2 separate regions of the Macaca mulatta genome follow, and region 1 is linked to region 2. Evidence: chromatin contacts called from public Micro-C data. All regions are on one chromosome and are shown on one strand. The core of a region is the stretch at or near the end of the contact, and the rest is flanking DNA. Distances in the headings are between cores, read along the strand shown. Region 1 has its middle 8.8 kb from the start of PDIA6. Region 2 holds the start of C13H2orf50 (chromosome 13 C2orf50 homolog).

Region 1 (2,977 bases), core at 251-2,750, 290 kb before region 2:
CTTTACCTAGGGAGACACTGAAGTCCAGAGGCGTTCTTGGCATGATGAAGTGGCCTCGTTGTCTGGGGTAATACCCGTGGTTCATTGTCTCGTGGTCATGGAGATTAAAGACATGGACCCACAAAGAATGAGGTTAAGAGCGGAAGTTTAATAGGTGAAAGAGAGAGAATAGCTGTCTGTTATAGAGAAGGGTCCCGGAAAAATGGGCTGTTGAACTGTGGTTAAATGTGGGGTGTTTTATAGATGAGTTGGGGGGGAGGCGGTGTCTGATCTACAAAGGGCATGAAAAATTGATTAGGACCAGGTGTGCCATTTGTATAGGGTGTACATTTCTGGCAACTCCCACCCCAGTATTTTATTATGTAGGTGGGTTTTCAGTCTGAGTTGTGTCATGTTGCCCATTTATTTTTTACTGTACACGTGTTAACAAAGAAGGGGAAGATGGAACTTCCATGGTGGACACGTCCGGCCCCCAGGTAGTCTCTTTTCTATCGATGTCGTTGGCATTTCCCTGTGTAAGTTTCTAGTTTTTCTAGTTTTCTTTGTTTATCTGTGTCTGTGGTTTGATTTTTCAGGCTATTCTTGGTTAGGAAAAAAATAATTTCTTGAGCTGTTTTTTGTTAGAAGGGAAGTTCTGTCGAGGACTCTTTTGCCCTCACTATCTGTCTAAATAATTTCTTTCTACCTCCTGTATCAGTGGCACCAGCTGGGGTAGCACGAAGCCAGGGAGCTGGGCCGGCTCACTCACATGGCTGGAAGTCAGAGCTGATGTTGGCTGGGACCTCCACTGGGGCTGGTGGTCGGCACACCCGCACAAGCTTCTCCTGGAGGTCTCTTCTCTTGGATACTGGGGGTGTCTTCTCTCCTCTGTAAGCTGTGCTCTGAGAGTGAGCATCCTAAGAGTCAGGAAGAGGAAGCTGCCACTTCAAGACCTGGGTTTGGAAACTGACCCTGGTTAAGCAGGTCGCTGGGCCCAGGATGAAGGGGAGGGGGAGTGGATTCTACCTCCCAGTGAGAAGATAGCGACAGAATTTTCAGGTTGTGTTTTAAAACAGCCTTCAGAGCTTTGGAATGCCCTCGTCTCACTTTTCTGTTGTTGAAATATTGCCCATCCTTTATGACCCAGCTGAAATCTACATCCCTCCTTCCTCCTCTCTTACCTCTCAGTTGAAATTAATCATGGCCTCATCAGCTCTTCCAAAGCTCACCCTCATCTGTTGCTTTCAGTCTCTACTGTTGCGCGGTAAGCCGGTGGAGGGCAAGATTCAGTTAATCAGTTTTACCTGTTTGTAGGGACTGACAGCGTGCCCCTGACACAGGCAACAGGCACCCAGCATATGAGCGTTAAAAAATGAATAATCACTGTGAAGCCAAGGGGTAGAGGCAGGAGAAAGAGGGGTTAGGGGACAGCAGTCCCCCATTTCCCCAGGAGGCCTCTGGCTGTGTGGTTGGGTGTTACCTTCTATTCAGCAGTATCTGAATTGATGCTGAGCAAACATCTAGAAAGAGGAAGCATTGTTGGAGAACTTGCAATTCAGCACTTCTCTCTCTACAGGGTTCTAAGTGTTTCTGTGAATTTAAAGATTCTATCCAAGGGCAATAATAAATATATATATATTTTTTGAGACAGGGTCTCATTCTGTCATCCAGACTGGAGTGCAGTGACACAGTTATGGCTTGCTGCAGCTGTGACCTCCTAGGCTCATGTGATCCCCCTGCCTCAGTCTTGCAAGAAACTGTGACCACAGGCACATGCCTCTATGGCCGGGTAATGTTTTATTTTTTTATAGAGACAGGACCTCACTATGTTTCCCAGGCTGGTCTTGAACTCCTGGGCTCGAGCGATCCTCCCACCTCAGCCTCTCAAAGTTCTGGGATTACAGGCTTAAGCCACCACACCCAGCCTTAAATCAATGATTTAAAAAAATTTTTTATTTACATTTTTTTGAGACAGAGTTTGTTGCCCAGGCTGGAGTGCAGTGGCATGATCACAGCTTACTATAGCCTCAACCTCCTGGACTCAAGTGATCCTCACACCTCAGCCTCCCAAGTAGCTGGGACTACAAGCATGTACCTCCATGCCCGACTAATTTTTGTATTTTTTGTAGAGATGGGGTTTCACCATGTTGCCCAGGCTTGTCTTGAACTCTTGGTCTCAAGTGATCAGCCTACCTCGGCCTCCTAGAGTGTTGAGATTACAGGCGCGAGCCACTGTACCCGGCCATAAATGATTTTTAATGTAGCACAGCAAAGGGGGTTAAGTGGGCACATGCTCCTTTCTGGGACTCATTGATATGGAGGCACTTAGTAGAGTGATAATATCTCCACCCTCTGTGCCATCTAACAAGTCAAATAGGTAGCTTGGGATCGATGCAGTAGCATTTGGATATATGCTCTGGCCTGGCTTTACTAAACAATTTGCAAGGCTTCTAGGCAAAGCTAAAACCAAAACATATGGTGGCCACTCCAAACGTGAGGTCTGAGCCTTTGTTATGGATGTGGCCTCTCTAGCAAGTCTGGGGAGACAAGCTGTGAGCATAGCTTCCCGCGGACAAGACAAGGCCTCCCCTTTGTGAACCTCCCACGATGCCTGGTCTCTAGCTGCATCTTTGATATAGGCCATGGACAGTTTTTCTGTGCTGTATCCCCATGGCTTGTCTGGGGCCAATCTTAGAGTACCCCAGGGTCTTGGGGTGGTTTGTATTAATCCACTCTGGGACTAGATAGTGGTGGATCATTTGCTATGACTCCTTTCTTCAGATGTAGAGGTGGCCTGCACAAATCACCTTGCTCATTTTTTCTTGTGTTTCAGAGGTTAGAGCTTGGCTGCCAAAGAATCCAAGGGACAAATCCCAAGGGTGCAGTCTCATTGTCAGCAGCCAAGTTCTCCTGCCACAGAATGATTCTCTCTCTTCCCCATCCACACTGACATTTGCTGCTTGGGATACAGCAGCTGCTTCCCAATTCTTTGTTAGGC
Region 2 (3,378 bases), core at 678-3,177:
CTCCTGACCTCAGATAATCCACCCGCCTCAGCTTCCCAAAGTACTGGGATCACAGGCATGAGCCACTGCACCTGGCCCTTGATGGACATTTAGATTGTTTCCCCCTTTTTTTTTTTTTTTTACTAACACAAATAATACAGCAGAAAATAGTCTCAAGTAACTTTGCACATTTGTATCTTTTTTGTGTGTGTGTAGAATAAATGCCTAAACATGCCAAATCTGTTTGTGATGGTTTTAAATAACCTCTGCAAATTATTTGATCCTTCTCCCATTAAAAGTGGAGTTTAATTCTCCTCCCTTTGAATATGGGCCAGTATTTGTACTTGTTTCTAATAAACAGAACGTGGTAGAAGTGGCACAGGGTGGCTTCTGTGGTTAGGATAGAAAAGGTGACACAGCTTCCACCTGGCTCCCTCTTTGTCAGTTCCTCATCCTTGAAACACAGCCACTTCACATTGGAGAGAAGCCCAAGCCACACGGAGGGGCCCCAGCTGGCCGCCAGACCCACCTGAGGTCACAGCCGACAGCTGGCATCAACCTCCAGCCTTGACAGTGAATGAACCTTCGGATGGCCCAGTCCCGTCTCATTATTTTATACCGACATGATTTACCCTCAAAAGAAAAATGAAAGAAATACAAATTATAGCAATGTCATCTTTAGCAAGGACTGCTTGCAAGGTTGGCCCTTGGTTGGTATCTGGGAAATTGACTTGGGGAGTGTTCCCACCCTTCCCGGATAAGAACAGCTCACTGCCCCTAAACCGTGTAAACACTGTGGTTTATGTCTTCGTACTGGGAGTCCAGAATTTCGGTACATGCTAGGCAGAGGGTGCCTTTGTGACTAGCCTGCAGTAAAATCCTCGGTGCCAAATCTCTAGTGAGTGTCCCTGACAGATGACATTCCACATGTGTTGTCCCAACACACTGCTGGGGGAAGTGAGTGCGTCCAGCGTGTGACAGGGTCTTGGACCCTCACACTCCCTTTCCTCTGGACTTGACCCACGTGCCTTTTTCCTTTGCTGATTTTGCTTCATGTCCTGTTGTCGTAATACATCATAGCCTTGAGTATCACTGTATGCTGAGTCCTGCGAGTTTTCCTAGCCAATCGTCAAACCCAGGGTGGTCTCAGAGACCCCAACACGCCATGGCAACAAGACTACACGGAAGCCGGCGCTTCCTGTATGTGTACACATTGCTGGTGGTACCTGCATGGACACCATGAGAGCAACACAGCCTGTCTGTTGAAAGCCACTCAACGTCCACTTCCTCTGACTCAGTAATCCCATCGGGGAATGTGTCCTGTGGCAACAATTCCACAGCAGGAAGCAGAGGCTTGAAGACCCTTATCACAGCTGGTGCTAAACCTGAACAAAATCTAAATGTCCAAGAAGAGAAAAATTTAGTTAAACACATTATGGTGCATCAACTCTAAGAAACTGGCTACAATGAGATGTGTAAAGCTTATAAAGCACCTGTGGTCCCAGCTACTTGGGAGGCTGAGATGGATCCCCTGAGCCCAGGGAGATGGAGGCTGCAATGAGCTATGACCATGTCTGGGTGACAAAGTTAAGACCCTGTCTCAAAAAAGAAAAAAAAATTGTAAAGAGAAACATGAAAAGATGTTGCTGATACATTAAAAACAATTTTTTTGGCCAGGCATGATGACTCACGCCTGTAATCCCAGCACTTTGGGAGGCCAAGTTGGGCAGATCACTTGAGTCAAGAGTTCAAGACAAGCCTGGCCAACATGGCGAAACCCCGTCTCTACTAAAAATGCAAAAATTAGTCGAACATGGTGGCGCACGTCTATAATCCCAGCTACTCAGGAGGCTGAGACGGGAGAATCACTTGATCCCAGGAGGTGGAGGTTGTAGTGAACAGAGATCGTGTCCCACTGCACTCCAGCCTGGGTGATAGAACGAGACTCTGCCTCTAAATAAATAAATAAATAAACAAACAAACAAACAAACAATTTTAAGCTGAGTACAAAATGGTGGGCACATTGACAGCAACTGTAGAACCAACAGTTAGACCCAAAGCGGCTACTTATAAGTGAAAACGGTTGGGGCTACAAGAGGAAGGCCGGAGCAGATTTTTCCATAGATAAATTGGGCCTTCCTTTAATGTTGCTGTTCTGATGAACCGGGAGCTTTCTGGGGACTTGGCGGGAGCAGCTGACAAGGCAAGAATTGTGGCGCTGGATGCTTCCTCTGCGGTCACCGCCTGGTATGACGCCTCCAAGGTGTGTGCGCGCGGGAAGGAGAGAGAGGGTAGTAAAGCCAACTTTTCATCCAAAAAGCAGAGGCTTCGGGGACAAAAGGGACAGAAAATATCCCCTGCAAATTAAAAAATGCAGACACGCATTTCCCCTGCCTTCACCTCCCACGGATCCGCCCCTTCAGCTCTCTCCCGCGGGCTCCCAAGCTCCGGGGCCCCTGGGCTCTGCGCCCGCGGAGCTGGACGGAGCTCGGGACCCTCCCTCGCTCCCCGACCCGGGAAGGGGCGGGGCCGACAGGAAGTAGGCGGGGCTGGTTCGCAGGGCGGAGCCTCGTCGCGCTCTGTGAATCGCAGGTGTCCTTGCTCCCGGGCTGGTGGGGCCACCCTGTGGCTGCCTGGGCTGGAACGTTCTCCTCGCCCAGCTGAAGGCCCTGAACTTGCTAAGCCTTTTAGGGTTGAGGAAAACCCATTCAAAGACAACTCCAGCAACCTCCCAAAGGCAGGGATTCTTGTGCTCCCCTGGTAAGTCTCATGTAAAGTTAGACCACAAAATGTGGGCTGTGCCCTGAGCCCTCGCTCAAGGGCACAGAGCAAGTCACTGGCAGAGCAGGGACTGGAACCCGGTGTCCTGATCCCCAGGTGAGGCCAGCCTTAGAGCTGCGGGAGGGGCAGGGCGGCGTGGGTCCTCCCAGGCTGGGGCTCACTGAGGCGCACCCAGAGTGAATTTGGATGTTTTTCCAGGGATAAGGACATGTGAAAAGAGACTGGCAGTGACTGACCTGGACTGGCAGGTGAGGTGTTTTTTTCCCCTCAACATTTTATTTTGAAGTTTTTCAGACACCCAGCATATGCCCACCCATATGCCCACCACCTAGATTCTACAGTTACGTTGTATTGTATTTGTTTTGTCACCCATCAGTCCAGCCCTCTATCAACTCTCGGTCTGAAATGGTTTTTAAATTATATTTTAATTTTTAAGAACCAATCTCCAGCCGGGCGCCATGGCTCACACCTGTGATCCCAGCGCTTTGGGAAGCCAAGGTGGGTGGATCACCTGAGGTCAGGAGTTCGAGACCAGCCTGGCCAACATGGTGAAACCCTGTCTCTACTAGAAATACGAAAGAAATTAGCTGGGTGTGGCAGTGCACACCTGTTTTCCCA

The links. Hi-C and Micro-C count contacts between places; a contact is called where the count stands out from the background.
Region 1: a Micro-C map of CD4 T cells shows a contact between it and region 2, with 17 times the contacts expected there. The contact joins the enhancer-like site here to the promoter of C13H2orf50 in region 2. A contact is called at or near these places in 7 of 14 Hi-C or Micro-C datasets (CD4 T cells, blood, fetal cortex germinal zone and 4 more).

The regions. Positions count from the first base shown.
Region 1 is chr13:113,992,259-113,995,235 of T2T-MMU8v2.0, reverse strand. No RefSeq gene overlaps it. Among named protein-coding and RNA genes, the nearest start is that of PDIA6, 8.8 kb to the left of the region's middle. Within about 2 kb of position 1,500, at least 2 of the 40 cell types and tissues checked have an H3K27ac peak or open chromatin away from gene starts, as enhancers often do.
Region 2 is chr13:113,700,634-113,704,011 of T2T-MMU8v2.0, reverse strand. C13H2orf50 (chromosome 13 C2orf50 homolog) reads left to right here and starts at 1,927. Exons shown (of 4, transcript XM_077960138.1): 1 at 1,927-3,378.